Linked DNA regions of Callithrix jacchus: region 2 is linked to region 1. A link is a contact called in public Hi-C data. All regions are on one chromosome and are shown on one strand. The core of a region is the stretch at or near the end of the contact, and the rest is flanking DNA. Distances in the headings are between cores, read along the strand shown.

Region 1 (6,631 bases), core at 2,078-4,577:
GTATTTTTAGTAGAGATGGAGTTTCAACATGTTGGCCAGGCTGGTCTCCAACTCCTGACCTCAGGTGATCCACCCGCCTTGGCCTCCCAAAGTGCTGGCATTACAGGTGTGAGCCACCATTGCCTGGCCTCATTCCGTAACTCTATCATTTTATAGTGGCATCAATTCACTTGCTTTTCAGAGAGCACCAAAACCCTTTGTCTTTGTTTTCTCTCTACAGGCCTATTTGACCAAAATAAACTTGGTGAGTAAAACACAAAGCAGGTTTCTTTATCAACAATAATGAACATTTATTGACTACTTTGTTTTTTTTTTTTTTTGGAGACAGAGTCTTGCTCTGTTACCACGCTGGAGTGCAGTGGCGCAATCTCGGCTCAATGCAATCTCCGCCTCCTGGGTTCAAGCGATTCTTCCGCCTCAGCCTCCCAAGTAGCTAGGACCACAGGGGCGTGCCACCACACCCGGCTAATTTTTTTTTGTATTTTTACTAGAGATGGGGTCTTACCGTATAGGCCAGGATGGTCTCGATCTCTTGACCTCGTGATCTTCCCGCCTTGGCCTCCCAAAGTGCTGGGATTACAGCGGTGAGCCACCGCACCCGGCGTATTGGCTACTTTTTAAATGCCAGGCACTGTGCTAAGCACCTTTTCATACATTATCTTACTTGATCCCCACAATAGCCCTGTGAGGTACGTACAACAATTATCCATCTCTTACAGATGAGGCTGAGTAACTTTTCCAATAATACTCTAGTAAATTGCATTATAAAGAACTGTTTGCCTTGGAGAAGTGTGGAGAAGTAAAAGCTATGGGGGAAAGACAACCACAATAACTACATTCAAATATGTGAGCATATTTTTATTTTTAATTAAAATTTTTTTTTTTTTTAATGCAGAATTTCACTCTGTCGCCCCAGGTTGGAGGCAATGGCGCGATCTCAGCTCACTGCAACCTCTGCCTTCTGGGTTCAAGTGATTCTCCTGACTCAGCCTCCCGAGTAGCTGGGATTACAGGCATGCACCACCACACCTGGCTAAATATCTGAGTATATTATTTGTATTGGAGTGATTCGCTCCTTGAGTCATAGCACCTAGGGGTGTTACCTTACAAGAGGTAAGGACCTAGGGGTAAAAGTGACAAAGAGAACATCCAAAATGAAAGAAATTTTTTTCTAGTAAGATGTATTGTTGGAGAAGTAATTTAAGTACTGGATAGGGATTAAAATAGACAGCTTTTGAGGGCATCTGTCAACTGTGTCTACTATTCTCTTCCTTCTCTGTATTCTCCACTTGCTTTTAAGTCATCACATATACTGGTGCATTCATTCTTTTTTCCCATTCAATAAACATTTACTGACCTGCACTGTCCAATACAGCAGCCACTATCCACATGTGGCTATTTAAGTACATTTATTTATTTTTGAGATGAAGTCTCACTCTGTTGCCCAGGCTGGAGTGCAACAGTGTGATCTCAGCTCACTGCAACCTCAACCTCCACCTCCCAGGTTCAAGTGATTCTCCTGCCTCAGCCTCCTGAGTAGCTGGGATTACAGGCACCCGCCACTATACCAAGCTAATTTTTGTATTTTTAGTAGAGACGGGGTTTCACCATGTTAGGCAGGCTGGTCTCGAACTCCTGACCTTGTCATCCACCTGCCTCAGCTTCCCAAAGTGCTGGGATTACAGGTATGAGCCACCGCACCCAGCCATTATATTTATTAAAATTAAGTCCGGGCTGGCTGCACTGGCTCGTGCCTGTAATCCCAACACTTTGGGAGGCCGAGGTGGGTATATCACCTGAGGTCAGGAGTTCAAGACCAGCCTGGTCAACACAGTGAAACCCTTTCACGACAAAAATACAAAAATGATCCAGGCATGATGGCAGGTTCCTGTTATCCCAGCTACCCAGCTACTGAGGAGGCTGAGGCGGGAGAATCGTTTGAACCCGGGAGTCTGAAGTTGCAGTGAGCGATCCGCCACTGCACTCCAGCCTGAGCGGCAGAGCAGGACTCCGTCTCAAAAAAACAAAAGTCCAACAAGAAATTCAGTTCCTCAATTGCACAGTAAGAACTAATGCTTACGCAGCTCTTTCTGTAAATCAAGCAGCCCCACCCCCCATAAACGTTGTGCACTCCTAGAATCAGGCAGTTTGCTAAGCACTTTTTGTGACTATCTGGTTCCATCTTCCTAACACCATCGAAATAGGTGCCATTATTATTACCACTTTGCAGACAGGGTAATAAGTTAAATAATTTGCCCAACCTAAGTAAAGAATACTGAGCAGGGTCATAAAGGAAGATGTGCTAACCTCCGTTTGGGGAGGTTAAGGAAGGTTTGAAGCAAGAAAGGACCAAAACCCGTTTGTCCACACCATGGTTACAGAACGTGTGGGCCACCGTCTACCTACGTTAGGATTACCTGGGGTGCTCTCTTTTTTTGACAGAGTCTTGCCGTGCTGCCAGGCACAAGGCTGGAGTGCAGTGGCACAATCTCGGCTCACTGCAACCTCCGCCTCCTGGGTTCAAGCAATTCTCCTGCTTCAGCCTCCCGAGTAGCTGGGACTACAGGCGCGCACCACCACGTCCAGCTAATTTTTGTATTTTTAGTAGAGACGGGGTTTCACCATGTTGGCTAGGATGGTCTCGATCTCTTGACCTCGTGATCCGCCCGCCTCGGCCTCCCAACGTGCTGGGATTACAGGCGTTAGCCACTGCGCCCGGCTTTGGGTGCTCTTTTTAAAAAGTGCAAATTCCCTGACTCCCAATTTGACGCTCTGTGGGCGGGGCCTGGGAACCTACGTTTTTAACAAGATCCCCGCCCCAGCAATTCTTTTCCGTTCACTAAACGAGGTTCAGAAACTGCTGGTCCACGCCGCATAGCTAGTTCTCTTTATTCTGCTTCCCCTCGTCGTTCCCTTGCCTTTGACCTCACTACGGATCGCGGTTGGAGGCCGCGCTGCGTAACCTCGGGCCAGCTTCTCCAAGCCTCAGTTTCCCCGTGTGTAAAATGCGGAGCCCGGGCCCGTGGCGCGGCCCGGCGGCCCCGCAAGTCAGCCGCCTGGAGCACAGAGGGCGCTACCCCAGCGCGGTCCCAGCCCAGGCGCCCGGGTCCCGCCCTTCTCGGCCAGCCCGGGCTGCCTACCCTCGCAGATCTGCTCCCACAGATTCTTGCCCGACGGCTCGGCGACCTGCCATGGCGAGATAGGCAGCTCGCGGGACTCGAGAGACAAGTTGCGCACCGGCGTGCGGGTGAACGACGAGTTTGCAGAGCTGCTGGGCTTGTGCTGAACATTGTAGCTGGGGACCTGCCGCGGCGTTGCCATGGCCACGGTTTCCAAGGTAACCGCGTTCGCCGGAAGGCCGCGACCCGATAGAAGGCGGAACCGGAGAGGGTGGGCCGGCGACTCGAAGTGGACTTCCGGGTCACGGCGTAGCGGGCTCTCACGTGGAGGCGCGGAAGTTTGGCCCACGGGTGAGTGCCAGGGCGCGTTTCAGGCGGGCGGGCTCGGTGTTTGCATCTGGGGAAGTGCGCCCCGGAGAAGAGAGGGAAAAGCGGACCACCCACATTCCCAAATCTGACCCCTCCAGTTGGTGTGCGCCGGCCCCGGCCTGAGGCCGCCGCCTCCAGGAAGTTTTCCCGCCTCGGAGCGGTGCCTGGGACCCCATGTAATCCTTCCCTGTCTATTGCTGCGGAGGCTTTGGCGCCTGGAATCCCTGGAGACACAGACCTCACTTCCTGGCTCCTGCGCGTCCTACTGGTCATCCTGCGGGGGAGCGGGGTGTTGCTGCACAGGCTTTGAGTCTTGTGGGCGGAATTCCAATCTTCGTTTTCCACTTGCTGGTTTTGGAACCTAGGGCAAGTCAATCATTAAAGTCTCTGGAGCTTGTGAGGTTGAGTATTCACTGTGATCCTCACATGGCTGCCGCGGGAATTTAAAAGCGCTTTTGGAGAAAGTGTTTGTGTTTGCAGGAGATGCACTGTAATGTTCTTTTCCTTTCTCCTTGCAAGAGTGAATGCATTTGGTCGCAGAGCTAGAGAGGAGGATGCAATAATTTTCTAAGTGGCAGAGATGGGGAGAGAAGGGAATTAAGAGTTGACCCGCAGCTTCCAGGTGGATTCTTTGTTCTTAACAGATCTCTTGGCCACTCCCCTATTCAGAAGTGGTCTTGGCTTTCTTGACTACACTCTTTACAGGTTTGCACCTTCTCCTTGGCAAAAGCCCCTTTTCCTCTGCCCGTTTATTTAAATGTCAATACAGTAGTCCTGCTCTCCCCTTATCCGCGGTCAGTACGTTTCTAAACAACCTGTGGATACCTGAAACCACAAATAGTACTGAACCCTAAATATATTTTTTCCTTTGTATACTACCCGTGACAAAGTTTATAAATTAGGCACAGCAGGGCTGGGCTTGGTGGCTCACGTCTATATTCCTAGCACTTTGGGAGGCCGAGGTAGGCAGATCACCTGAGGCCAGGAGTTGGAGACCAGCCTGGCCAACGTAGTGAAACCCCGTCCCTACTAAAAATACAAAAATTAGCCGAGCCTGTAGTATATGCCTGTAATCCCAGCTATTTGGGAGGCTGAGGCATGAGAATTGCTCGAACCTGGGAGGTGGAGATTGTAGTGAGCCGAGATCATGCCACTGCACTCCAGCCTGGGCAACAGAGTGAGACCTTGTCTCAGAAAAAGGTACAATAAAAGATTACCAACGATCTAGCTAGTAATAAAACAGAACAATTACAGTTTACTGTAATAAAAGTTACATACACGTGGTCTCCCTCTCAAAATGTCTTCTCCTGTACTGTGCTCACCTAAGTTGGGACCAGGGTTAACCAGGGGTAACTGAAACCTGGGAAGGGAAACTGGGATTTGAGGCAGTGTTGAGGAACATTAAGTTAACCCTGCCCCCGTGACTCCTTTGTGGAGGATGCTTGTAGTTTGTAATTAGTCGTAGGCAGGCAACAGCTGCCTGCCTGGTATATGCCTGTGTGATGTGCGTATTGAAAACACCTGTGTGTTAATACGACTCACCTGTAAAAGAGCAAATACGTGGATGGATCTCTGCCCAGGGCTTTCAGTCCTGAAGAGCTGCAGTCATCGCAGACTCTCAGGCTGTTGGTCCCCAGAGTAGACCCACTCTATTCTCTATCTGGGTCACTGCCTCTCACTGCCTTGCAACACCTTCAGCCCGTCCTGGGTGGGAGTCTCCCGGCCGAGCTGGTTCTTGGTAAGGGACTACTGTATTTCTTGAGGTCTTGTCTCAGGCTTGTTCTGTTCAAGGCTTAATCACCACCCATATCTTCCTAAATTTATGTCACAACACTGCCACCCAAACACCTCATCCATATATTCATCTGTCCTGTGAACATCTCCAAAGCATCTGTCCAATCAGGCCTCTCCCCTCAGCCCTTCAGCCACTTGCCTTCAGTACCTTTGTCTTAGGGATTAATACCACCATCCTGCAGTTATTCTTCAGGCATTTTCCTGACAACTGGTAGGACAGGTTACATAACCTCCACCACCCTGACCTTACCACTGTCCTTGCTTTTATCACCTGTATCATTGTTATCACACCTCATTCCCTCCTACACCTACTTGCTTCTTTATGGGTGATGTTTTACCTTGTTCATCTCTGCATCTCTAGCATGTATTCATTCATTCAGTGAGTATTTACTGAGCACCTGCTATGTGCCAGGCGCTGAGTAGGACACTGGAAATAAACCAGGAAACAGGATAGACAGGAATGAATGAGTGTAGTTATTCCTTGACTCTCCAGGTGCTCCTGGAGTGGGTTATGAATGAACTTGACCTGTAGCTCAGGCCTGGCCTGGCTCTTTGAAGCTGCTAAGAGTGAGCAGCTCCAGTGTGGACCCTCTAGGTTTTGAAGCTGAGGAGGGCTACAGGATGGAGAAGCTCTTCCTTTCTCTCCCATAATCCTAACCTCCTGTGAGGGGATATTTTGCTTCTCGATTCTGGGAATGTCTAGTGCAGGGAGCAGCAGGAACTGGCTGGGGACTGGAGTGAGAGAAGTGGCCCAGCTGGACGCTGAAGGGTATTGAGGACCCCAGCCCATTCTCACAGGTGCTTCCATGACATCTGTCCAAGGCAAGCTGGGTACCCTCAGTACTCTGTATCATTGTGACTCATTCAGTGTTGGCAATCAACTTGAAATTTTAAAAACAATGAAACTAGGTCAGGCACAGTGGCTCATGCCTGTAATCCCAGCACTTTGGGAGGTTGACTCGGGTGGTTACTTGAGGTCAGGAGTTCGAGACCAGCCTGGCCAACATGGTGAAATCCCGTCTCTATTAAAAAAGAAAGAAAAACTTAGCTGGGCATGATCGCAGGTGCCTGTTATCCCAGCTACTCAGGGAAGGCTGAGGCAAGAGAATCACTTGAACCCAGGAGGTGGAGGTTGCAGTGAGCCTTGATCGTGCCACTGCACTCCAGCCTGAGTGACAGAGCAAGACTATCTCAAAAAAAGAAAAAGGGAATTAACAATGTATCAAGCACTTTCCATGGATTATCTCATTTATTCTTCCAACACCCCTTTGAGGAAGCAGGTGTTCCTCCATTTTCCAGATGGAGAAATGGAGGCTCAGGGAGGTTAGCTGATTTACTTAAGGTGAGAG
Region 2 (6,631 bases), core at 1,272-3,771, 180 kb before region 1:
TCCCTCTGAACCAGAATGTTCATTTGGACAAGAACCTGGGTGATTTGGAAGCACATCACAGTGTACTAAGGAAAAACTAAGAGAAAGTATAGCTGATCATAGGATTCCTGCCCAGGGGTAAGATAGCAGGATAGGGCAGTGGTTAGAGCCTGGACTCGGGCTGGCACATCCAGGCTCTGCCTCTGCGCTCACTCGCGCTCTCTGTCTCTCTCTCTCTCCCTCTCTCTCTCTCTCTCTCTCTCTCTCTCTCTCTCTCTGTTTTTTGAAACGGAGTTTTGCTCTTTGTTGCCCAGGCTGGAGTGCAGTGGTGTGATCTCAGCTCACTGCAACCTCAACCTCCCAGGTTCAGACAGCTCCTGCCTCAGCCTCTTGAGTAGCTGGGATTACAGGCACCCACCACCACACCCAGCTAACTTTTGTATTTTTAGTAGAGACGGGGTTTCACCATGATGTTGGCCACGCTGCTCTCAAACTCCTGACCTCAGGTGATCCACCTGCCTTAGCCTCCCAAAGTGCTGGGATCACAGGCATGAGCCACGGCACCCGGCCTCTGCCCTCTCTCTTAAAGTGGATCCCACATCACTCTAAGCTTCATAACTGAGTAAAGATAAATAGTCTGACATTTCTGAAACCTCCACCAGGGAAGTTCATAGACACCTATAAATACATAACCTAGAATTGCAACCATTCAAATCATTCTTTGTTTTACATAGGGGTAGAGGCTTGAGTTTGCTTGGGGGCAGACAGTTCCTTTGTTTTGGGGACACAGCAAGGGACCTTCTAGTAGTAAACTGGCAAAGCAGAAACCATTTTTTTTTTTTTTTTTTTGAGACGGAGTTTCGCTCTTGTCACCCAGGCTGGAGTGCCATGACGCGATCTCAGCTCACCGAAACCTCTGCCTTTCAGGTTCAAGCGATTCTCCTGCCTTTTCAGCCTCCCAAGTAGCTGCAATTACAAGCATGTGACACCATGCCTGGCTAATTTTTATCTTTTTAGTAGAGAAGGGGTTTCACCATCTTGGCCAGGCTGGGCTCGAACTCCTGATCTCAGGCGATCCGCCCACCTCAGCCTCCCAAAGGGTAAAGCAGAAACCTTCTATGAAGATAGAGAGTGGCTTCTGTGACAGAGTCGAGTCGGGAGAAAAGGAAGGGAAGGGAGAAGGGAAAGGGGCCACACCCTTTCTACCTGGCCCTGGGATTGGGTTTGATCACCCTGAGACAGTGGTGAACTCTCCCAGGAGGTGAGGCTCCTTGTGACATTGTCTGACCTGGCAGCAAATGACACCAGTTTAACCATTGGTTGAGAATATGGCCTTTGGAGTCAGATGGCCTGGATTGGATTCTGTCTTTGCCAACTGTCTAACCCTGGGGCAGTATTTAACTCCTCTTAGCCTCAGTGTCTCCATCTGTAAAATAGGGAGAATAATAGTTTCTGGCCTAAAGGGTTATTGGAAAAATTAAATGAGTTAAAGAATTTAAGGCCGGATGCAGTGGTTCATGCCTGTAATCCCAACACTTTGGGAGACCAAGGCAGGTGGATCAGGAGGTCAGGAGTTCGAGATAAGCCTGGACAATATGGTGAAACCCCATCTCTACTAAAAAAAAAAAAAAGTACAAAATTAGCCAGGCATGGTGGTGGGTGTCTATAGTCCCAGCTGTTTGGGAGGCTGAGGTAGAAGAATCGCTTGAACCCAGGAGGTGAAGATTGCAGTAAGCCGAGATCATGCCACTGCACTCCAGCCTGGTGACAGTGTGAAACTCCATCTCAAAAAAAAAAGAGAGAGAGAAAAGAAAAAATAATTCAGAACACTTAGAATAGCTCCTAGCTCACAGCAAGCACTATGTGCTCAGCTATTACTTTTATTATTATCATCCATGGGTGTTTGAACTTTTTTGGAGGGATGGAAGGAATGGAAGGAATGCCCCTGTCACTCAGTGTCCTCCTTCATTTTCACTCTGTGCTTCCTGTGGTGTCATCACCCAAAGCGAAACTGACCATCACAGTCAGGGTCCTCTGTAAAACTAGTGGGAAAGGGAATGTAACCCTAACTGCAGTGTTAATCATTTCATACTAAGGGCTTTCCACATGCCAGACCCTGCGTGAAGCACTTTACATGTAACATGTGTTAGACCTTCACAACAACCCCAACAGGCACGTACGATCAAAAAAATCTCCATTTCACAGACATTGAGGACTTGAGGCTCACAAAAGTGAACTTGCCTGCGTTTGCAAAAGGATCTCGGCGTCAGTTCCAAGAGCTGCCACCAGGTGGCAGTGCTCATCCACTTTCCAAATGAGCAGTCTGGCGGGAACACACTAGGAAAGGGTCGTCCTGCAAATGTTTGATGAACACCTACTGTGTACCTGGCACTGTTCTAGGCTCTGAGGATCCACGCAAATAAACCAGTCGCGGGGAGGGGGAACACTGCCTTTATGGTTCTTCCCTTCCATTTTCCTTTGACTATAATAAAAGGTATCCCAGAGAGACTTGCCCAAGGGGGATGTGGCCTAACCGAGACCGGAACTGGGAGGCTGGAGGCTTGCGGGAAGGGATGGGAGAGTATCTGGAAGGCCACTGTCCCCAAAGATCAGAGACTGAAACTATTCCCAGAGGGCAGGGTTCTTCGTCCCACCTTCCTGCAGCCCCCGGGAGAGAGGAGCAGGAGTCTGTCCTCTTACTATGGTGTCTTACGTGGCTGGGAGGGTTGTGACGACGAGTGGGGGCGGGGGGGGGGGCGGGCGGGGGGGGGGCGGGCGGTGTGGGAACCGCGGAGTGGGGGAGGAAATCTCACCCTGAGAATCTGGAGTGCGGGGAAGGGATGCTGCTCAAAGGTCTGTTTCTGGTTTTCGGGGGGCCACCTGAAATTGCCCGGGGTTTGCTGGTCCGAAGGTCACCCAGGTAACCAGCCCTATATGGGGTGTGGGAGCGCAGCTCCCAAGCCTGGGCGAGGCATTGCCGACCTCGGAGAGGCCAGTGGACTAGGACAGGGTGAGGGGGACTCCGTGCCCAGGCGGAAGGCTGTCCCGTACCCCTCCTTAAAGCAAGTCCCACGGCCTCCCCGCAGACACGCGTCCGGGCTGTGCCCTGAACGCCTGCAGAGCGTGTGCCCCCTGCAAGGCTGTGGATGTGTGCGTACGTGGGTGATGTGTGCGGTAGGGGTGGTGGCGATCCTGCGTAGGGACGCACGTGAGGGATGCCCCGTGTGGACGTGTGTGTTTGAAGGCGCCGAGGACGCGGGTGTTGGGCTCAGTGTGCGTTAGGGGACAAGGACACCTGGGAGGTGGGTACAGAGGAGAGAGAGGAGTGTGTCCAGGAGGGAACCTGCCTCGAGGAGGCCTAACGGTGTGCGTGTGCCTAAGTGTACACCTGGGCGTTGGTGACTCTGGAAGATATTCGGCGGGATTGATCCTCTCCGCATCCTGGACCCGGCGCTGGTGTGTTTCGGGGAAGTTACTGCTTATGAACCCACCTTGGAGCGTGGCCTGGGCACAGGAAGCCTCCTGCACTGGGACCCCTCCGTACCCCTCGGTCGCGGTCCCACTCGGTAAGTGTATTGGACGGAGGGGGGTGTTCCTGCAAATGGATCTACCCTGGGGAGTTGCAGGCTCGTCTGGACTGTTCACTGGCGCACTGTGGTTGTGGGGCAAATGTCCCCGAATTGGGGACACGGGAGGTGGGGGTGATCGTCTCAGCGATCCGGGCTGGAAGCCACAAGCTTGGGCCCCGGAGGTGCAGGCAGGCGGCGCCTAGCCCCGCGCGGAACCACTGTTGGGGTTGGGGGGACCGGGGTGGGGAGCGGAGGCCCGGGGGCGGGGCCGGCCGGGGGCGGGGGCGGGGCCGCGGCCGCTGCTGTAGCGCGGGCCGGGCCAGGGGGCGCCTCGCGCGGCGGCGGCTCTGGCAGGCGCTGCAGTGAAGCTGGACCCGCAGGCCGGTGTGCGTGTAGCGGGGGCCGCGGCCGTACTGCAGAGATGTGACTCGGGCCGAAGGCCAGCGGGAGCGTCGGCGCTGCGGGGTCGCGGGGGTCGGTGAGTGCGAGCGGCGCGGATACGGTGAAGGACACCGTGGGGACCCCAGAAACTTTTCCCGCCGTGGATTTCGGAGGATGGGGAGGGTCCGCCTCTTGTGTTTTTATAAGCGTCCCTCCATCCCCAGCCAGGGAGTTCATTGCTAGGGGAGATGCGGGATCTGGGCGAGAGGAATCCTGTGCCGTGGGAGCGGAGCCGTAGAAGGCTGGGCGGGGGAGGCGAGGGGACGGGGATCTTTACTTGGAAGGACTGTGACTGGATCCGGTAGAGATCCAAGTCTCCCAGGAGGGTCTCGGGCCGACCACAGGTGAACGGCAGCTGGGAACATAAAGGAGCCCAGCCATGTCCTAGTGACGCCTCGCGTGTGAGGAGTTGCGGGCTGGTCCTGGAGCCGCGTGGGGGGCTGACCGTGGACAGGGCAGGCGCAGCCGGGGGCGCAAGGGCTGGACTCTGGGGGAGAACAACAGCACCTGTCGCGGGGACTGGGGGCCAAGCCCGCAGCCGGCAGTGAGTGCGCATTACTGAGCAAGGGGAGGGGGGACACCGCGGGAGGAGGCGGGGAGAGGGCAGAGCTGAGACCTGGGCTGGTGACTGGGAGGAATGGGAAGGGGGGGCGACTGCATACAATGGCGCGGGGTGGGGGGAATGGTGCCCTTCCAGACTGGGGGCACTGAGACCTCTAGGAGAGGTGGCTAGGCTGGGGGTAAGGACTAGACCTGTGCTCTGTCTCCTCTCCTTGGGGAACACGGGCTTCCAGCCCTACGAGGACCCCACACATCCCGAGGTCCCCAGCGCTTGGGCCGAAAAGAGAGCTCTCGAGAGGAGCCTGCTCCGGCCTTGGCCCCGATTAGAGCGCCCGGGGTGGAGGAGGACCACCGACCTTGCCCCAGAAGTCTCCCCTGTGCAGCGGGTTCACTCCTCCGTCCTTGCTTGGTCACACCCAGGCCTAGCCAGTCCCCGCTTTCACGTCCCCCGTTCGCTAAGGGGGCGGCTCCTTGGAGCTCGGACAAAGGCCCCTGGAGTGTGGCGGGCAGCGGAGTCCCCGCCTGGGGCCCCAGCCAACGCGCCACATTTGCCGCCCAACTGCACCAGGCCGGGGGGCACCTGAACAGAGCCCAGAAAGCTCTGGGGGACCCCTCAAAGACAAGAGCAGTGGGGGAGGGATCTGGCACAAAAACCCCGGCACTTCAGCCAAGGAACCTTCTTAATTCAGAAGTTTCTTCGGTGGGGACGCTGGGCTTGCGGGGGATTCAGGCTTTGAGTTACACTGCATGCAAATGAAATGTAAATAGAATGCAAATTGGCATCTGTCGTTTGGAAACCCTCCCGGCCAGTTTGGTATCTTAAGACTGTGGAGTGAACAGTTTCCTCTCTGCTCCCTGCTCTAAGTCTGGAAAGGGGTCAGCTAAGTTGGGAAGGGAAGGAGATTCCAGGGGGAAGGACCGGCCATTTGGGGCACAAGCAGCAAGACAGCCAGTTTTGTTAGAAAGATAAACTCGGAATCTTCATTGGATTAGTATGGTATTTCAAGACGTGCCAGGTGCCTAGACACTGCCTTGTATGAAACGGACAAACCGCTGCTCTCCCGGAGCTGGGGAGGTGAGTGCACAAACCCTAAACAAACCCGTAGCAAATGGTTCTGAAATCCGATTGGGATAAGGACCGCCAGAAAATCAGATGGGGTGATGTAAAAGAAGGTGACAGGGGCGTAGGTACCTGAGGAGACTGCTGGGGGAGTGACGTTTGAGGGGAGCCCAGCTAGAGGCGGGGCGTCGCTGGGAGGTCTTGGGGGAGACTGATCCTGGAGGAAGGCACTTTGAGTGCAAAAGCTTGAAGGTGCGAATGAGCTTAGAGGAACTGAACAAAGGCCATTGTGGCTGAAGCTCTAGGCAGATTTGGGGGTGGGGATAGGGGAATGGTAGGGACCAGCCAGGTCACGATATTTGGGGCCATGGAAAGGAGTTTAGGGTTTATTCTGTTTGGACCAGTGAACCTTTGGAGGGTTTTGAGCAGGAGGCCATGGGATCTGATTTGTAGATGCTCCCCTGATGTCCACAAGGATATGGAAAATAGCCCCCTTTTCCATTCTGCCCGTGGGGATAGAGATGCTGGGAGCCTCCAAGGGGCTCTGTCCAGCCTTGGGGGACCACATTGAGCCTGGCCAGCCACGGCAAGCCAACTGGAGGAGCAGCTCAGGCTTTAAAATCCACTCCCGACTTAGAAGCAGTTTGTATCCACCCTAACCGAGCCACCCAGAGCCCCACAGCCCCATAAGCACTTTCTCACATAGCTTCCTGGGGATTCCGAGTTAGTCACATTTTCTCCTCGGAATTACAGCCTAAGAGGAACGGACCACAGTGGATTGGGCAGCTAGGATGCAATTTGCATTTAAATGATTGCTTTTATTTACAGGACTGGAGCTGTTTTGCATATTCATGGATCACAGAGCTTGTGTTCTTGCAACCCTGTTTACTAACCTAGGAGGATTCTGTAATTTGAGAGCCCTCAAATTTGCCAGTGGTCTAGTCAGCAATGGGAAAGGAAGATTAGGAGATCTTCTAACTTGGAAAAGGTATCAAAGGGTGAGAACTGCGGGTCTGGGAAA

Evidence for each region. Hi-C and Micro-C count contacts between places; a contact is called where the count stands out from the background.
Region 2: a contact with region 1 is called in a Hi-C map of skeletal muscle, with 6 times the contacts expected there. The contact joins the promoter of GPRC5B here to the promoter of IQCK in region 1. A contact is called at or near these places in 2 of 3 Hi-C or Micro-C datasets (induced pluripotent stem cells and skeletal muscle).

Annotation. Positions count from the first base shown.
Region 1 is chr12:21,133,317-21,139,947 of calJac240_pri, reverse strand. It overlaps IQCK (IQ motif containing K), which reads right to left and starts at 3,327. Exons shown (of 8, transcript XM_035267115.3): 1 at 3,141-3,327. The coding sequence starts at 3,321. The region is part of intron 3 of KNOP1 (lysine rich nucleolar protein 1); the gene reads left to right.
Region 2 is chr12:21,311,827-21,318,457 of calJac240_pri, reverse strand. It overlaps GPRC5B (G protein-coupled receptor class C group 5 member B), which reads left to right and starts at 2,521. Exons shown (of 5, transcript XM_078344827.1): 1 at 2,521-2,683; 2 at 3,361-3,545.